3 separate regions of the Pan troglodytes genome follow, and regions 2 and 3 are each linked to region 1. The links are chromatin contacts, called in public Hi-C maps. All regions are on one chromosome and are shown on one strand. The core of a region is the stretch at or near the end of the contact, and the rest is flanking DNA. Distances in the headings are between cores, read along the strand shown.

Region 1 (3,042 bases), core at 440-2,939:
CGATTCATCCCTGCCCTTGCATGCCCACTCATTTTTATTGTGGAATAGTATTCCAATATTTGGGCATACCACAGTTTGTTTATCCATTCACCTGTTGATTGACATTTGCAGGCTACTAAGAAGAAAGTTCTTCACATCACTTTACAAGTCCCTGCGGACTTAAACGTTTTCATTTCTTTTGGACAAATACTTAGGAGTGGAATTTCTAGGTTGTATGATAAGTAAATATCTTACTGTATAAGAAACTATTCTCCAAAGTGGTTTTACTATTTTATATTCCCTCCAGCAATGAACAAGAGTTCCAAGCTATTTCTCTCTCTCTCCGCCCCCCCCACCTCCCGCGTCTCTCTCTCTCTTCTTTCTCTCTCTCTCTCTTCTCTCTCACACTCACTCACTCTCTCTCTCCCTCTCCCTCTCCTCTCTCTCCTTAATAATAATAAAAAAGAGTTCCAGTTGCTCCACATCCTTTCAAGCATTTGGTATTACCAGTCTTTAAAATTTTACCCATTCTGGTCCTCCTCTTTCCCTTCTTCCCTCCCTCCCTTTCTTTCTTGAATTGAGAAATGTTTGTGGAAGGAGTGAAGACAAACATTCCTGGACCTATGTTCCTAAATGAGCAAGTTTCTATTAATAAGACTCTCCCCCGCCCGCCACACATCCTACACACTCAAGGAGAGGAGCGGGAGAGGGCATCCTCTTTCTTCCTCGGAAAATAAAACCTTTGCTTTCTTTAGGATGGGCTTTCTGTCTCAAAAGCACAACGTAACCGTTTGCCCGGGTTTCAAGATCAGCGCGCTGCAAACTCTCAGGCGCGGAGAGGTTTCCTCAAAGAGCCTCTCAACTGCGCTCTTCTCTGCTGATAAATGATAATTCTCTTCAAAAAGCTGGTTTGTGGCCGGCGCTGGAGAGCTCCAGCTAGAGCCAAAAGCCAGGGGTTGCCTCTTTGGTTCCTCCCGATGGGCCCCTTTTCCCACCCAGTTGGGATCCAAAGACGCTCCGGAGCTCGAGCCCAAATTCCCAAGAAAACCCCAAAGAGCGTAAGGCTCCTGGGGACCCCTAGGACCTCTGCAACCAGGGCACGGGGCATGCTCAGAGCGAATGCGGGAGGCAGGCGTTGGCTGCAATGGGGCTCGGGAGCCAGGAGGTGCCGCTGCGTCCCCGCTTCCTGGCGCCTGACCCAGCGTGCAAAGTTGGGCTGGGAGCCGCGGGGGGAAGGAAGGACCCAGCGAGCGAGGGTGGCGGGGAAGGGGGGCGGGGGGGAGGAGGAGGGAGGAGGGAAAAGAGCGGTTAGGGGGGGCGCCGGGCGTGTGTCACTCGCTCTCTCCCTCTGTGTATAGAGGATGTGCTGAATGGTGCGCTTTGAGGCGGCGGCGGCGGAGGAGCAGAATCCGCCGCGACTGGCAGCCTCGGCTGACCGGCTCGGCTTCTCTTCGCCTTCCGAGGCTCCTCATCCACCGCGGGCTCCAGACCTCGCGTCCCGCCCGGGGCATGGCCGGGCGCTGCGCCCCCGCGCGCTCTGCCTGCTGAGCGGCGCCGGAGGGAGGTGCGGAGGCCGGGAGGCCGGGGAGGCCGGCGGGGAGCAGAGTCGAGCGCCTCCGGAGCAGAGAAAGGAGCCCGCGCCCCGCGCCCCGCGCCCCGCGCGCGGTCCCCAGTCCCTGCCGCGCTCGCCCGGGCCGCCCGGAGCCCAGATGAGCCCAGATGGCCGGGGCTCAACCCGGAGTGCACGCCTTGCAACTCAAGCCCGTGTGCGTGTCCGACAGCCTCAAGAAGGGCACCAAATTCGTCAAGTGGGATGATGTAAGTATTGGGGCGGCCCGAGTCGGGGCGCTGGCTCGGGCACCGGGCAGGGCGGGCGTCGTGGGGGTGGGGCAAGGGGCGCGTTATGCAATGGGCGCACTGGGAGCGGGCAGGGGCAGCCTCGGGCGCACAGGTTGGCATCTGCCAAAGCGGATGTCCAAGGGCAGAAGCTTTGCGCGCGCTCCTGTTTCATCGGGCTTCAGTAGTTGCCATCCTTTCTGGGTCTGGCAGGCGCCCCCTGAGGGTCTTACATCTTTTGGGCCAGTGGAGAGGGAGGGGCAAGCTTTGCCTGGTGACAGGTCCTGAGAGTTCGGAAAGTAGGGAGTGTGAAGTTGGGACCAACTGGAAAGCGCCTGGTGTGAACAAATCGCGTCCCTCTCCGCCTGCGGACGCACCCCCTATTACCTCTTTTGCCCGATTTCAAGAAGGAAGGGCCTGAAGTTCAAAACACTTTAGTGATTGCGAACCCTCTTGGCGCTTTTGTGGGAGCCCACGCGGCGGAGGACACAACGGTCCAGCCAACAGGTGGTCGTTGATGCCAAACTTCAGCGCCTGGCTCCGGAGTGAGGGTCCCTGAAAAGGGCTGCAGGGACACATCTGGGGAGGGCGTGAACAGAATGGGGGCCCTTGAGGGGTCCTGGGGGGCTCATGGGCCTGCAGGCAAGTGGGGAGGGCTGACTTTTGAGAACTGAGCTGATTGGAGTCTTCTGCCTGAAATAGACAGGTTGAGAGTTTGCCCCACGATTTACCTGCACCATTTGCCAGGTAGGGCAGAGCCTAGCCCAGCGCCGGGGTCTCTAATGCTTTACGAGCGGCCCAGACCCCAGGACTTCAAATGACTTCCCCTTCCCCTCTACCCCAGTTGTCTTCAAAACACGTAAATTAGTTATCCAGCTGAAAACATGCGAATCTTCGGATGGAGAACATTATGGTATCAGTTTTATGTCCTGGGTGTCATTCTAAAGGTTCGATAAGAAAAACCTACTGAAATAAACCCGAGTTGCCAGGCTCTAAGCAAATTTAAGTCCAAATGACTAATACATCTCTTAATCAGAAGGAATTATAGGAGAATGAGGCGTTCTTCTTGCCGAAAAGATTTTCCACCTAGTAAATTATAGCCTGTTATCCTCTAGGGTATTTTTCTTTAATCTTCTTAAGCCATTTTCCAGTGTCTGAAAACAATTTAAATATTCCAGGTAGTGAATCCAATTACTTAGCTGAGTGCGTCTGTGTCTATATTTTGTC
Region 2 (3,084 bases), core at 194-2,693, 180 kb after region 1:
TATTCTTTTAAATATTAACTAATTTAATCTTCATAGGGACTTTCTGAGTAAAGAACTATGAATGTTCGGCCGGGCGCAGTGGCTCATGCCTGTAATCCCAGCACTTCGGGAGGCCAAGGTGGGCGGATCACCTGAGGTCAGGAGTTCGAGACCAGCCTGGCCAACATGGTGAAACCCTCTCTCTAATAAAAACACAAAAATTAGCTGGGCACGGTGGCAGGTGCCTGTAATCCCAGCTACTCGGGAGGCTGAGGTAGGAGAATCACTTGAGCCTGGGAGGCAGAGGTTGCAGTGAGCCGAGACCGTGCCACTGCGCTGCAGTCTGGGCAACAGAGCGAGACTCCGTATATCGAAAAGAACAAAAAGGACAACTATGAATGTTCCTGTTTTACAGATGAGAAAACTGAAATACATGGAGGCTACATAACTTGTCAGAGATCACTAGTGAGTGGAAGAGGTGGGATTTGGACTCAGGTAGCGTCCATAGCTTAATCAGTGCTCTCTCAGTACTTTTTGGTCATAACTCTTAATTAAGTGTAATAATAATAAAAAATAATAATAATGTCTGCCAATCATAGCACTGTACTTCTTCTGCCTTTGTAGTGTAGTTCATTTTGAATCCCAGATAGGGACTCATAGATTTTTTTCTTTTTAATATTTAAAAAATCTCAGATTTGGTGACTTAAAATCCATATAGTTTTTTTTTTTTAATGTGGACCTAGAACTGAGTATTATTGGGGGGAAGAAAAACATTGTAAATAAGTAAGTAGTGTGGTTCATGGGATCATCAACTGTTAGTGCTGGGAGGAATAGTATTTTTCTGACCCATTTTATTTTGGGAATGAAGAATCTGAGGTGGGAGAATCTCTGGTTTTATACAACAGTAGGTTGCCCATGGCTTCCTTTCTGAGGAGACTGGGGGAGACACTTGCATAAGAGAAGGACTTCTGTGAACAAGGGGATATGCTTTTCTAAAAATGATTTGATTAATCCTTGAAAATATCCCTCTACGAGGCACAGAGGGAAATCCTCCCTACCCCCGAATAATGCACAAGACCTTACTGGTCTACAAAGGTCCTACAGATAGAACTAAGGACAAGAGAATTCCTATGCCCTTGTAATGGCCTACATAGGAAAAGCATTTTTCTTGTTGTTGAATAACAAAACATAACATCCTCCAGATTTCTACCAATGTTTTTCTTATAACTGGAAATAGTAAGTAGAACAATGTCATACTTGGACAACTATATTCAAACTGGCTAATAGTTTTGTTAATTGGGACTACAAATGAGAAATAGAAGTTCCATGATGACCTAGTCCATTGAAGTGTCAAGTTTAAGTCTCCTAGTTCAGAATCAAAGGGAGCAGCTATAGGGTGAGAAGCAATCGCGTCCATAATTCCGTTGACAGCAGTTTTCTTCGGGCTTTGATTCATAGCTCATCTGCTCCCTGCTGATTGCCCTGAGCTCAGCAATGCCATGCTGGTTTCCATGGTGCTGATTTGCATACCAAACCAGGACTTGTATTTTTGTGTTTGCCTCACACATTTCCAGTGCTAAGTGTTCTTCTAAGAAAGGGATTAGCACGCTAGCCAATTAAGGGAGTTTGCCAGAAATAAAGCACCCAGGGAATTTTTCTTCAGGTTATATATTGCTACTGCTATGCCTAAGTACTGATATGGTTGATTGGTTTTCTTAGGCCAGCAATGAGTCTTAAAGATAAAATTTCTACTGTGTAATCTTTAGTGTTTTCTGTTTTTTTCCAACTATCTTTTAATCAGTTTCAAACATTTTCAGTGATTAAAAGAGAGATTTGTTGTGGTTTTGTTGTGGAGCAGAAATGGATTTCAAGGAGTTTACCTTCAGAGCTTTTGTTTTTGTTACGGTGGGTCTCTCTAGTGGAAAAAAAATTTCCCCATCCCTTTGGAAATATTTTCTTTAAAGGAAATCATGTTTTTAAAACAAATTATCGAAATCAGCATTCTAATCAACTTGAATCATCTGAACAAAAGCTGGAAAATGTTTAGTTGTAAATTTCACCAATGAATACCACTTAACAACACAAAGTTGAATGAAGTTCAACTGTTAGTCCCAAGCTTATGGATCAATCTCAAAACATGATGCTGAGTGAAAGAAGCCTTTTACCAAGAGTATATACTGTTTTATTGCATTTAGATGAATTTATAGGACAAACCAAATTAATCTATGGTGAAAAAAGAAACAGCAGTTACCTCTGGGTGCTGGGACAGGGATGGCCTGGAAAGGGGTATTTGGGGGCTGTCTAGGGTGATGAAAATGGTCCATTAATCATCATTTATCTTTTGTTTTGTTTAATTTCCATTTTTATTTTAGATTCAGGGGTTACATGTGCAGGTTGGTTACAAGGATATATTGCGTGATGCTGATCCCGTCACCCAGATAGTTTTCTATTGATCCCATCACCCAGATAGTTTTTCAGTCCTTGGCCCCCTCCCACTCTCCCTCCTTTTGGAGCCCCCGTGTCTATTGTTTCCATCTTGATGTCTGTGTTTACCCAAGATTAACTCCCACTTATAAGTGAGAACATGTAATATTGGTTTTCTGGCTTTGTGTTAATTTGCTTAGGATTAAGGCCTCTAGCTGCATCCACGTTGCTGTAGGGGACATGATTTGTTATTTTTTGTGGCTGCTGCATAGTATTCTATGGTGTATATGCACCCCCACTGATGGGCACCTGAGTTGATGCCATGTCTTTTCTGCTGTGATTAGTGCTACAATTTTATACTACTCTCACCAGCAGTGGGTAAGCTTTCCCTTTTTTCTACAGCTTCACCAACATCTGTTATTTTTTGGCTTTTTAATAATAAAAAATGGTCTATATTTTGTTAGAAGTTTAGGTTATGTGTGTGCATTCATCAAAACTTGTAAATGCCCACTTAGGATGTATTCATTTCACTGTATATAAATTTTACCTGAATGTAAAAAACAAACTGTAAAAATAATGTTCTTCATTGTAAAATCTAGAGTGATCGTTATCAAAGACTTAGAAAAACTAGAAACTGAGAAAAGGTGGTATGATTTGTGGCAGTTCAATTGGCAGAATTTA
Region 3 (2,739 bases), core at 20-2,519, 250 kb after region 1:
AGGCTTTGTTTGTTCCTTTTCATTATTTTTTCTCTAATCTTGTCTGCATGCCTTATTTCAGCAAGGTGGTCTTCAAACTCTGATATCCTTTCTTCTGCTTGGTTGATTCGGCTATTGATACTTGTGCATGCTTCACAAAGTTCTTGTGCTGTATTTTTCAGCTCCATCAGGTCATTTGTGTTCCTCTCTAAACTGGTTTTCTAGTTAGCAGCTCCTCTAACCTTTTATCAAGGTTCTTAGCTTCTTTGCATTGGATTAGAACATGCTCCTTTAGCTCAGTGGAGTTTTTTATTATCCATCTTCTGAAGCCTACTTCTGTCAGTTCATCCATCTCATCCTCTGTCCAGTTCTGCACCCTTGCTGTAGAGGCACTGAGGTCCTTTGGAGGAGAAGAGGCACTCTGCATTTTGGGTTTTCAGTGTTTTTTTGTTGATTCTTTCTCGTCTTTATGAGTGTGTCTAGTTTTGATCTTTGAGGCTGCTGACCCTTGGATGGAGTATTTGTGGGGACTTTTTGTTGTTGATACTGTTGTTGTTGCTTTCTGTTTGTTTGTTTTTCTTTCAGTGGTCAGGTCCCTCTTCTATAGGGCTGCTGCAGTTTGCTGGGGGTTCACTTCAGGCCCTATTCATCTGATTTGCTCTCGCACCAGGAGATGTCACTCAAGGAGGCTGGAGGACAGCTAAGATGGGTGCCTGCTCTTCTTCTGGCATCTCTGACCTCAAGGGGCACCAACCTGATGCGAGTAGGATCGCTCCTGTATAGGGTGTCTGACAACCACGTTGGAGGGTCTTACCCAGCTGGGTGGCACAGGGAACAGGACCCATTTAATGAAGCACTTTGACTGTCACTTGGTGGAGGGGATGTGCTTCGCTGGGGAGAAACCCACTCTTCTGGGCTGCCTGGATTCCTCAGAACTACCAGGATGAAAGGCTAAGTCTGCTGGTCCACAGAAACTGCGGCCACTCCTCTCCCTGGGGCTCAGGCCCAGGAAGATCAGGGTTCTTTCCCTGAGCCTCTGGCTGGAGTTGGAGTTCCTGCAAGGAGTCCCCACCAAGTGAGAAAGGATGAGTCAGGGTCAGGCCTGAAGAGGCACTCTGGCTGCAGTCTGCCACAGCTGGTGTGTTGGGCTGTGGGGGAACCTCTTGGGACCAAGCCACCCAGCCTCCCTGGCCCCAGGAGAGGAAAAGCATGGCCTGGAGCTGTAGAGATGGATGCTGTCCTTCCCCACCCAGGGAGCTTAGCGTGACAGGCAGTTACAAGTCCCAGTGCTGGCTGCTGCCCCTCCTCCAAGGAGTTCAAATGGCTTAGACAGCAGGCAGCCACAGCTGTGGTGCTGGTGGCCCCTCCCCCTGGGAACTTGGCAGCCTTAAGCAGATTCGAGCTGAGAGGCTGTTGAGAATCTGCACAGCTCTGGGGTTGGGACCCTAGGCCCCAGTGGCGTGGGTTCACGAGTGGGATCTTCCGATCCATGGGTTGCACAGTTCTGTGGAAAAAGCATGGTTTCCCCGGCTGGGTAGCACGCTCACTCGCTGCCTCCCTTGGCTGGGGGGTGAGGGCTCCCCTGTCCCATGTGGCTCTCAGGTGGACCACCACACCACACTGCTCTTCCTTCCTCTCTATGGATCATGCCAGCTGCCTGGTCAGTTCTGATGAGAGAACCTGGATATCTTGATTGCTGGTGGAGGATTCACACACTATTATGATTCTTTTTGATGGAGCCTCTCTGATGGCTGCTGCTCCTAGTTGGCCATCTTGGCCCTGCCTCCCCGTTCAAGTTTTATTATAAGATTGCAGCAAAGCAGTCACACCTTTAGGTTCTAATAATAATTATTGTCCTCTAGCAATTTCTACCACAACTACAGTGACTTTCTCCACTGAAGTCAAAGTCGTCCATGAGGATTGGAATCAGCTTCTTCCAAACTCCTCTTAATGTTGACATTTTGACCTTCTCCCATGAATCTTGAATGTTCTTAATGGCATCTAGAATGGTGAATTAAGGTTTTAAATTTACTTAGCCCACATCCATCTGAAAAATCCCTGTCTATGGCAGTGTAGCCCTACCTAAAGTATTTCTTGAATAATAAGATTTGAAAGTTAAATTTATTGATCCATGGGCTACAGAATGGATGCGTTAGCTGGTATAAAACAACATTAATCTCCTTGTATATCACCATCAGAGCTCTTGAGTGGCCAGGTGCATTGTCAATGAGCATTAATATTTTGAAAGGAATCCTTTCTCAGCATTAGGTCTCAACAGTAAGCTTAAGGTATTTAGTACACCATGCTGTAAACAGATATGCTGTTATCAGATTTTGTTGTGCTATTTATAGAGCTCACGTGAAATAGGTTTAGCATAATTCTTAAGGGCCCTAGGATTTCCAGAACAGTCAATGAGCATTGGCTTCCACTTAAAGTTACCAACTGCTTTAATGCCTAACAAGAGAGTCAGCCTGTCCTTTGAAGCTTTGAAGTCAGGCATTGACTTCTCTCAAGATATGAAGGTACCAGATGGCATCATCTTCCAACAGAAGGCTGTTTTGTCTACATGGAAAATCTGTTGTTTGGTGTAGCCACCTTCATCAATGATCTCAGCTAGATCTTCTGGGTAATTTGCTGTAGCTTCTCCATCAACTCTTCCTGCTTCACCTTGCACTTGTATGTTATGGAGAAGGCTTCTTTCTTTAAACCTCATGAACCAACCACTGCTAGCTTCATACTTTTCTTTTGCAGCTTTCTAGC

What was found. Hi-C and Micro-C count contacts between places; a contact is called where the count stands out from the background.
Region 2: a Hi-C map of stem cell-derived neural progenitor cells shows a contact between it and region 1, with 2.6 times the contacts expected there. The contact joins the enhancer-like site here to the promoter of PLCB1 in region 1. A contact is called at or near these places in 2 of 7 Hi-C or Micro-C datasets (blood and stem cell-derived neural progenitor cells) and 1 of 1 datasets of contacts at active chromatin or transcription factors (stem cell-derived excitatory neurons).
Region 3: a Hi-C map of stem cell-derived neural progenitor cells shows a contact between it and region 1, with 5 times the contacts expected there. The contact joins the enhancer-like site here to the promoter of PLCB1 in region 1. A contact is called at or near these places in 4 of 7 Hi-C or Micro-C datasets (blood, induced pluripotent stem cells and stem cell-derived neural progenitor cells), 1 of 1 datasets of contacts at active chromatin or transcription factors (stem cell-derived excitatory neurons) and 1 of 1 other capture datasets (stem cell-derived neural stem cells).

The regions. Positions count from the first base shown.
Region 1 is chr21:14,676,450-14,679,491 of NHGRI_mPanTro3-v2.0_pri, forward strand. It overlaps PLCB1 (phospholipase C beta 1), which reads left to right and starts at 1,690. Exons shown (of 33, transcript XM_063803337.1): 1 at 1,690-1,797. The coding sequence starts at 1,699.
Region 2 is chr21:14,853,843-14,856,926 of NHGRI_mPanTro3-v2.0_pri, forward strand. The region is part of intron 2 of PLCB1 (phospholipase C beta 1); the gene reads left to right. Among named protein-coding and RNA genes, the nearest start is that of PLCB1, 180 kb to the left of the region's middle. Within about 2 kb of position 1,444, at least 9 of the 24 cell types and tissues checked have an H3K27ac peak or open chromatin away from gene starts, as enhancers often do. A contact at or near this core is called in stem cell-derived neural progenitor cells, where this site is marked.
Region 3 is chr21:14,930,137-14,932,875 of NHGRI_mPanTro3-v2.0_pri, forward strand. All of the region lies in intron 3 of PLCB1 (phospholipase C beta 1), which reads left to right. Among named protein-coding and RNA genes, the nearest start is that of PLCB1, 250 kb to the left of the region's middle. Within about 2 kb of position 1,270, at least 5 of the 24 cell types and tissues checked have an H3K27ac peak or open chromatin away from gene starts, as enhancers often do. A contact at or near this core is called in stem cell-derived neural progenitor cells and stem cell-derived neural stem cells, where this site is marked.